Linked DNA regions of Mus musculus: region 2 is linked to region 1. The links are chromatin contacts, called in public promoter capture Hi-C maps. All regions are on one chromosome and are shown on one strand. Each heading gives the region's core, a stretch centred on a gene start, on an enhancer-like site or on the middle of the called end of the contact. The rest is flanking DNA. Distances are from core to core; before and after follow the strand shown.

Region 1 (5,021 bases), core at 1,802-4,301:
GGCTGGAGGTTCCGGACAGCTGGGAACACAACTGACTGCAGGAAAGCCAGGTGTATGCCCCACCCCCACCCCCTTTTTGAGATAAGGTCCTGCTCATGTATCTTTAGCTAGTCTGGAACTCACTAGGTAGACCAGGCTAGACTCCAAAACTCCAGAACACCCACCTGCTTCTAAAGTACTGGAATTACAGGCACACACCACAGTACCACTTTCAGGGCAAACAACTGAACAAACCTAATTTGCTGCTTGCTAGTGTTATTCCTCTGGATTCCAATGGATAGGAATAAGGACACTGTAGCCATGAAAATAAAACATTATATACTTTCAAATAAAACACATGCAAAACCATTTCTAACTTTCAGGTTCCACCAACCAAAATGACACCCCTGCTAACATCTAATACTGGCACCTTTCATTTGGAGAAGAACATTTCTCTATATTGGGAAGAAGGATCACACTGGAGTATTTCTCAATTCAAGAACACCAGCTCAGATGCCTTCCTCAAAAATGTGCACAACTGTGCCTCCAGAGGCAAAGTCATGCTGCTATAGTAACCATATCAAAATAGAGCAAGTTATTAGTCATGTAAAAGGGAACAAACCTTTTTTCTCTTGATATGGGTGTATCTTTCTCCAGCAAGAGCCTCACCCAGCCCACAGCCTGGACAATTATCTTCTTGGCTCTCTAACAGCTGGGCCTTACAAGAAAGTAAGGTATGATGGCCAGAGAAGGCCACTGTAGCCTCAGAAGAGGCCTTTGAGTCCTGACGGCCTTTCCAATTCTTCCCTGACGGTTGAAAAGGAGCCTTAAAATTTAAAAGGTTGTAGGGGTCCTCAGAATGACAGAAAGAGTTCCACAATTTAAGATTCTCTGCTTCATCTGCACTCGGTTCCCAGTCATCTTCCTCCCCGGAACTATGGTCGGGGGTCTCCGGAAGGGGTCCCTCCTGACAGCTCCCTACACCACAGCTGCCAGACCAGGATGTCCCTGAATCTGATGGGTCTCTGGGGGCAATTCTGGCAGCCGTCTGAATCGTGGCTGTAAAGTTTTGGGGGTTGTAAGGATCTACACTGTGGAAAGAGTTCCAAAGGTGAAGGCCTTCCGAGTCCTGTTCCACGTCTGATTCAGACAGGGAGCCATCGCTATCAAAGCCATCGTCCTCAGGTTCCTCGCCCCAATCCTCACTTTCAGAATCAGAGCTGGCTTCCAAGTCACTGGGGGCGCCTCCCAAAATATAATCTATCAGTTTGTTGCTACAAACTGGTCTGGTAGAAACAGGAAGGCTCTCTCCTCTATCTGAGAGGTCAGTTGCATTAGTGTGGTCCTCTTCACATTCTTTTTCCACGGGTAATTCACAAAACAGACTGCTTCCCTGGGGGCTCTGTGAAACTTCTTGAATCACCAATTCTGGTTTTTTCTCAGTGGGCTCCGGCCTGTCTGCAGCAGGGGACACCGCCTGTGCTGGGTTATCTGTGCAATGTTGTGGGTCCATCCGGAGAAGGTTATGTTCCTCCTCCAGGCTATGATAGCCATTATCTTGGTCAGGGGTGGGTAACTCTTGCCCTTTGTTAGCCTGGAGGAATTCTAGCCGTTTCATACGAAGGTGGTGGATTTCCGGCAGGCCTTCTGTAGAGAGAGGCGGACACCTTCTCCAGGCGGTTGCCGACATCTCTGCCCGCAACGGCTGAGGGTGACAACCATCTTCAGAAAGATAGCAGCTCTCTGGGGTTAGTGTTCGGAAACCCACAAACTGGCCACCTCCAGCGCTGCTCTGACAGCGCAGCCCTAACTGGGGAAGGTAGTCCAGGTAGGAAGGGTTCAGGAGATAGGAAACTACCTTGAAATTACCTAAGCTCTGAACGCTCAGAGGCCCAGAGGATGAAGAGTCAAGTTCTCGGTGGGAGACTAGACCAGCTTGAAGGCTACTGGGCAGCAACTCCACTCCCCACAGCTGCTGCTCCAGGAGGAAAGTGGGCGCTGCAGAGTCTAAAGCTCTTTCCTGGGCCTTGAGTTTTAACTCCAGGTCTGAGGACGAGCACTGCCACTGGAGTCCCTCCTCTAGCCAATCAAGAGAACTGACAACCAAGTCTTCCGAAGAGTCCAGCCGCAGTGAACTCAGAGACTTCTGCACCGTGGGAGCGGCAGATTCCTCCCGTCCTCTCAAAGCTCTCAGGGCGCTGTAACTTGCGGCAAAATCTAGCCATCTGGTAGGAATCAGGCCCCCGAAAAGCTGGCTCCAAAGCAGCAGCTTCTGGAATAGGCTAGGGAGCAGGGCAAGGAGCTGAGAAAGCAATTTGGTCCAGTACCTGGTCCGACGCTCGGGCAGAGCGGAGTTCCCGGGATTTTGTCGAGAGGAAGGCGGCGGGAACTCCGAAGAGCAGGCGTGCGATCGCCGAAGGAAGGGCAGCCGGAACCAGGAGCCCAGCCGAGGGCCAGGCCGCTTCCGGGCCCTGTGCGTTCCTGTCTCCATCTCCTTTCCTTGGCGGCTTCTCAGACAGGAGGAGGACAGAGCTCAGCGGCGTCAGCGCAGGCTGGATCCGAGGTCTACACAGTCTCCGCCTTGCCCAGCCACGGAGTGGGTACTGCAGTCCGATTCCCGCGCCGGCAGAGGAGGCCCAGAGAGCGGCGGCTTCCGCAACGAGTGCTGCACCGGACGGCCCAGAGGCCCGCGCAAGCGGTGGCGACCGCGGTTAGGTCCATCCCGGCTAGGGAAGGAGACGTCCTAGGCCGTGTGAGATCGCTCCACCATAGAGAAGACCCTCCCTCGCGCGGCGGCGACGGAGACGACGGCGGCGTTTCCGGTGGCCCGCACGGAGGCGCGAAACGCCAAGGCGGAAAGGGTGGCTGGGTGGCAGGCGAGGGCGCAAAGAAGCGAAGCTCAAAATGGCCGCAGCCGCACACCCGGAAGCTGCAGGGCGAGACGGAGGACCGAGGGCGTCTACTCCCTACCGCCCAGCGGCGCCTCACGTCATTCGCCGAACCCCCACCCTTGCCTCCCGAGAGGCGGACTTGCCTCACCCTCGTGCGTGGCCTCTGATTGGCCGCGTCTGTGGTCCCTGTCGGCTTCCTTACTCGGGGTAGAGCGGGGCTCGCACGCGGCGAGTTGCATCAGCCGGACCTAGGATGTACGCTTGCGCAGTCAGTTCATTCTGGTCTCCTAGGAGACTCCGCGCCCCACCCTCTAGGTCAAAGGGAATGGCTGGGGAGGTGAGTGGGTTTCAAGAGAACCCGAGAATTCTCCCGAGCCCTTTTTTATGGATCCGATTGCTAGGCAAATTATCCGCTTATCTGACACGTGTATCGGTCTTCTCCTATTAAGGGCGTAGGAAGACTGGAGTGAAACGATGTAGGCAGTGCTGTATAACCAACTCGCCTGGTGCTAAGACACACATCATCCCTAGTGAATCATAGTGAAACTGAATCACTCACACATTCCTGTCCCCTCTGCTTTAGGATTTCTAAGTCTCTAGCATTGCCTGTGATCTAATTTGGACATCTTTCAGGGTCCATTTGACAAAATACCCCTCAGAAAGAAAAACGCGGTGTTACTAGCAAGCTGAAGTCACAGGTGGGAAGATAACTGTTAACTAACTCAGAAACAGCGCGTTCAATTCACTTATTTCCTCAGTAACAAGAGCCACAGAGTAGAGCATCCGGCGAAGGATAACACATTGGTGACTTTTGTCCTCTGAAAAATATTGGCTGATTAATTTTAATTACTGTAATAAGGGGAGGATTTTGTTTGTTTGAAACAGATTTTACTATGAAGCTCAGGCTGGCCTCAAACTAACCACAATCTTTCTGCCTCGGCCTTCCAACCAAGTACTGGCTGATTTATCTCTTACTAGTTTGGTTTCTTTCTTCCTTTTTTATTTTTATTTTTTTCTTTTCTTACTTATCTATTTATTTGTTTATTTGAGGCCGGGTCTCTCTACAGAGCCCTGACTGTTTGGAACTGGCGATGTAGACCAGGCTGGCCTTGAACTTATTAGTTCTGTCTCTTCCTCTCCAGCAAAGAGATTAAAGGCATGCACCACCATGCCTGGTCTTTAGTTCACTTTCTTATTCTCATTTTAATCCACAATGCAAAGACCAAGTGGCTATCACAGAGCGTAGTGGTTACACTAAGGAGGAGAATCTTGCTGCCCTGGGGGAGGGTCAGCTGATCCTCATGACTTGTTGAGCAAGGAACAAGCTCTTTCTTCCCTGAAACCAAGAGTTTTTACTGTTTACGCCCCCACAACATCTTATTACTTGTGTCTGGCAGTAACTGGTTTCTTAATCCTAAAAGCTTTAGGAAAACGTAATTAGCAATGAGTCGTTTTTTTCATAGTAGCAGGAGGTCCGAGTATGCAAATAAGTTACTTCGGGCTTCAGTTCCTTTTGGGGTGAAGCCGAGAGGATCATCTAACCGCTGGGTGAGGGGCTGTATCCCCAGGCAGAGAGGGTAGGAACACAAACACTAGCTAATATTCTGCTCTCGTTCTTCTTTACAATCCTCCATTGTTTACCACTGCCTACAAAATAAAGAAAGGCTCTGTTCAGCCTGCGCTGCCCGAATGCTCTCCAGCCTTCGCTTCTGCGGCTCCTCCTCTGGAGCACAGGACTTGTCCTTCCTCCGAGCGTTAGAGGAAAGACCTCACCTTTTCTTGTGGTGTATACCTACTTACACTCCCAGTTTCAACTTGAAGGTCAAGGTCTGCTTGAGGCCTCAATGGCCCTACGGGTCAGAATCTGTTGCTCCTTTTCAAGGCTGATTCACGCCTTTTAGTGGCGTTTAACAATTTGCACCAGCCCTTCCTGTAAATGTACCCTCCAGTCCAGGCAGTAATGAAAGAACTGTACCAACGTTTCAATTTCCCAATGAGGAGGAACTGTTCTCTGTAGAAAGTTCCCCTAAGTTGGTTTTTAAATGACACATTAGAATCTCTGTGCGATTCCTTTTTAATTGTTTGTTTCGTTAGTTCAGAATTTCTTCCATTTGTGTAATATGTTTTTATCGTGTTCTCTTCCTGTGATCC
Region 2 (4,478 bases), core at 1,329-3,828, 1.1 Mb before region 1:
CTCTGGAAAGGTGAAGGCTCAGGACTGCTGAACAGGGCTACCCCAGTGTGTTTCCACCTCTGTCCTCTCTTCCACATTCCTCAGGCCCACTGTGGAGAACTAAGGGTACCAGCAGAGAAATCAGAGACAGGGGTCTTGGAAGGCAAAAGACAAGGCTGAGAGGAAATTGTGCAGAGAGCAGGCCTTGGGGTCTTTTCATTTCCTGTGACATCATTTTGCCTCAGAGTCACATGCTTAGTAAAAAGCTTTTCTTTTGGGTACCTTTAAGAGCGCTCAAGCCTGGTACCTGTGGGATTTGGTCCCAACATAGCTCCACTATCAGCACGGGGCAGATTTCAGCATTTTGAACTTTGGACTCTCCTTTCCTCCCCTTCTCCCCATTGGCCTGGCACTGCCTGCTTTTTTTTTTTTTTTTAAGTCTATTACATTTTATTTATTTAGTGCATGTGTCTATGTGTGTGGGAGTGCCACAGTGCACATATGGAGGTCAGGAGACAGACAGCCCTTGACAGACAGTTCTCCTCTTCCATATTGTGGAACTTGAGGATTGATCTCAGGTTGTCCGGCTCAGCAATAAACTCATTCACCCAACCTCTACCTTGTTGGCCTCTTGCTTGTCCTTTTATAAGCACTCTGTATCAAACTCTCCTTCAACCAGCCTGTGCGGATCCCATACCTTCTAGGTATCATTCCTGATGGAGCTGCCATCAGACTAGGACTCTGCTGGAGGCAGCGAAATTCGTGTGCGTGTGCTGTGTGTAGGGAGTCAAATGGCCATGGTAGGAGGTTCATCTAGTCAGGGGTCGGGGCATGTGTGAAAAACAGCAATCACGTTTGGCACAGGGTCCATCCAGTCCCTTGGGTCTTCCTGCTCAGCCTTGGTCCTCCCACAGTGTCCTCCTCTCCCTGAGGCCACTGGCTGGCCCCATGGTGAACTTGCCATAGGGCTGACAAGAAGCAAATCAAGACTTAAAAGAGGATCACAGATATAATTCAGCTGCAGAATGCAAGGCTAGCACACAAGAGTCCTGAGTTCCATTCCTCAGCACCAAGCCAACCAACCAACCAACCAACCAACGAAAAACTCACTTTGCCTAACACCGTGCTGGATTGTGTCTATCATTCCAGTATTGGAATGAGACAGCTAAAATGACTGAGTTCGAGGCCAACCTGAGCTACATAGCAAGTCTTTGTCTTAAAAAATTAAAATTAATTATGTGAAAGGCTTTATGCCTTAAAGGCCCTGAGTCAAGGAAAGAAAGAGCCAAGAGGCACAGATGCCATGCAGATCTCAGCCTCATGTCGCATGGTATGGGCAGGGGCAGGATGGCAGCTTGCTCTTAGGAGTAGGGAGGAATGGGAGGTAGGCAGGAAGGATGCCTGTCATGGATGAGCTGATCTTTTGTCATCAAACTCACAGTCCCCTGTTGTCTGAGGGTGGAAGTGGAAGTGAAGCCCTGGGTCTCCTGGAAGTGTCCTCCCCTCATTGGGCTTCTTTCTCTGGAGAAAACCGAATAGCTCCCACCCTTCCTCCCAGCCACCCAGGTTCCAGAGGAAACTGCTCCTTCCTGTGCTCCTGCAGCACACCCCAGCAGAAGTTGCTCTCCCTCCTGTGGGCAGAGCCCTTCTCCTCAGCTGGGATCCAGCAAGGGGGCAGCAGGTTGTAGGGTTTCCCCTAGCCTGACTCACCCAGCTACTGTACAGTGCAGACCCTTGACCAACAAACAGGATTTCTCAGGGTGGGATCTCTCTATAAGGCACTGAGAGGGAAGGCTTGGGGCTGTGCGTGAGCCAGTGATGAAGTGAGGGCCAGGGACACTGTGGGGGAGGGCGAGGTGGGGAGGGCACTGTGGGAAGGGCACTGTGCTGGTGCTTCAGTGTGTTAGTCTTTGGCAAGTTCCTTTCATTTCCCAGCCTGAATCTTTTTCTGGAGCACAAGGGATTGGACTAGATACTGTGTAGTCTTAGGTGCTGGGGCAGAAAGGAGAAGGAGAAGGAGGAGGAGGGGGAGGGGAAGGAGCATAGTAGTGTAACACTGACAGTGGGGGTCATTTCTCTGAGCCTCAGCATCCTCATCTGCAAAATGGAAATTACGAAGAGCCTGAAAAGCACTCTGAGCGATGGATGAGAAAGGGCTATGACTCAGGAGACTGCCTGCAAAGTAACGTGTGTGCGGGAAGCCTGTGCGCTCCTGACAGTGCTGGGACTGCTTTCCTGAAGAGAGTAGGTTTTAAGATTAGGGGAGGCGCCCAGATGCCAATGGTTGGTGGCGGTGGGAGACCAGAGAGGGGCCCTCTTGAGTCCCGCAGGTGATTAGGGCTTGGGCTGTCCGCCTGCTGCATTGAGAAGGGAGGGAGGGAGTAAGGGAAAGAGGGAACACGGGAATCGGCACCTCGGTACTGTCCCTGTCCCGAGGCCGGATCCATACATCACACCATTCGAGACGCTCACGTTTTCCCAGCTTTTCTCACACTGAATCACTTCCTTTGTTTAGAGGAGGGGGTAGGGGAGGAGACGGAGGGCGACGAGGGAGGGGCCCGCGGGTGCCGCCGCCGCCCCCGCCCCCGCCCCCTCCCCCTCCCGGTGTGCGGAGCCCGATTGTCACTCAGCTCCCGCGCCGGGGGCGACGAAGGCGCCGGCGCCAGAGTGGAGTCTCGGCTGGCTACCACCCCTTGGACATAACTGGCTAGCCCTGGGTTCCCCTGGCATCCTCTGAGGGAGCGACTGCCCAAGGTTTTGAGGTCTGGGGATACTTGGCTAGACAGTTCAGGTGGCCAGGCGCTCTGCCAGCTTTGGTGTGACCTTGGGTAAGTCTGTGGCTCAGTTCGTGCATCATGAGTGTGCAGGAAAGGGGTGGATGAAATGACTGGGGTGTCCCCCTTGGGGCAGTCGATGGGTAAGGATTCTGGGCAGAGCTGGAGCTGGACCAGGCTTCTGTTAAGAATCGGGCACCAGCGGCGTCCCAGGTGGGTGGGCACAGGGTAGGCGTGCGCGCACGCGGGGAATGGGAGCCGGTGGACCCGCCAGGTCCTGGGCTTAGTCCCTCAGAATCACGCCTGCCATCCAGTCCCAGGTACGAAACAGGGGCACTACCTCTTTAAAGGCGTCCGGGGCTGAGCCTCTGCCACACCATGTGATTGCTTGAAAGGCCGGGCTGGGAGCGCAGCGGCGGGAGCCTGGAGAACGATGAGCCGATGCGCGCGCGGTGCCCAGAACCCAACCCTGCCCGGCGCGGCTCCGGAAAGCCGCCCGGGGAACTTAGGGCAACGCCTTTGGGACCCCCTACCGGTTGGCAGGCAGGATGGTGAGCTCCTTGCCTCCGGGTCGGCGGACACCTGTGGGCACTGTGGATTCACAGGGGATCCTTGTGGAGTAAGTGTACAGGGAGCCACCTCACACCTGATACAAAAACCAGTGGTGGAGTGAGTGCTGCTATTTTAAGTTGCTGAATGGAACCTCTAAGGACAAGGGGAGGGGACAGAGGTTAAGCAGATAGTGAGCCTGAGTGTCTGGCCAGCTTGGGCAGGCACTGCATCACTTTACTGGGGCACATCTTCGCAGGGCTGCCTATGTCCCCCTCCTTCCCAGGCTGGCATCCCCACCGCAGGCTTCCTGACCACAGGTGCTGGCCTCGCGCCCCAGGGCGCCTGTCTGCTGATGTGCCCAGCTCCTGCCCACCATGCCGCCGTACATCTCGGCCTTCCAGGCTGCCTACATTGGCATCGAGGTGCTCATTGCCTTGGTCTCTGTGCCCGGAAATGTACTGGTGATTTGGGCTGTGAAGGTGAACCAGGCACTTCGCGATGCTACCTTCTGCTTCATCGTATCCCTGGCGGTAGCTGATGTGGCTGTTGGCGCCCTGGTCATCCCACTGGCCATCCTTATCAACATTGGGCCACAGACCTACTTCCACACCTGCCTCATGGTGGCCTGTCCTGTCCTCATCCTCACCCAGAGCTCCATCCTGGCTCTGCTTGCTATTGCTGTGGATCGGTACCTCCGAGTCAAGATCCCTCTCCGGTGAGTTCATAGCAGCCCAAGGTACTCTGTGCAACCCTGTGTGGGGCTTGGGGATGAGCAAGAGAAGATGAAAGTCAGCACACATAAGCCTCCTAGTCAGCCAGGTATTCTCCGGGCATTTGGATCCCAGCCCAAAGTGCCTTCCTGGGCTCTGTATGGGGATGTTCAGCAGAGCTGCAGTGAGAGAAACAGGAGGGGCTGGGTGTCAGAGAATTACCATCCTGACAGTGCCCATGACCTCAGTGCAGGGACCTGGAGCCTCTGCAACCAGAGAGTCTGAGGGAGCAGGTGAGGTCGGGCCTGGAGTGGGACTGGAACATTTGGAAGGGCTGGCAAGACAAGGGACAGCCAGTATAGGCTTGTGAATGATCTGGGTTCCACCGGACTGGGAAAGGAGGAGAGAAAAGCTTCAGGAGAGAGATGAGGACATGCAGAGGGTGGCACACCAGGACCCAGGG

The links. Promoter capture Hi-C pulls out the DNA fragments that hold promoters and counts their contacts.
Region 2: a promoter capture Hi-C map of liver shows a contact between it and region 1, with 2.9 times the contacts expected there. The contact joins the promoter of Adora1 here to the promoter of Ppp1r15b in region 1.

The regions. Positions count from the first base shown.
Region 1 is chr1:133,129,196-133,134,216 of GRCm38.p6, reverse strand. It overlaps Ppp1r15b (protein phosphatase 1, regulatory subunit 15B), which reads right to left and starts at 3,051. Exons shown (of 2, transcript NM_133819.3): 1 at 602-3,051. The coding sequence starts at 2,470.
Region 2 is chr1:134,233,557-134,238,034 of GRCm38.p6, reverse strand. Adora1 (adenosine A1 receptor) reads left to right here and starts at 2,578. Exons shown (of 2, transcript NM_001008533.3): 1 at 2,578-4,020. The coding sequence starts at 3,680.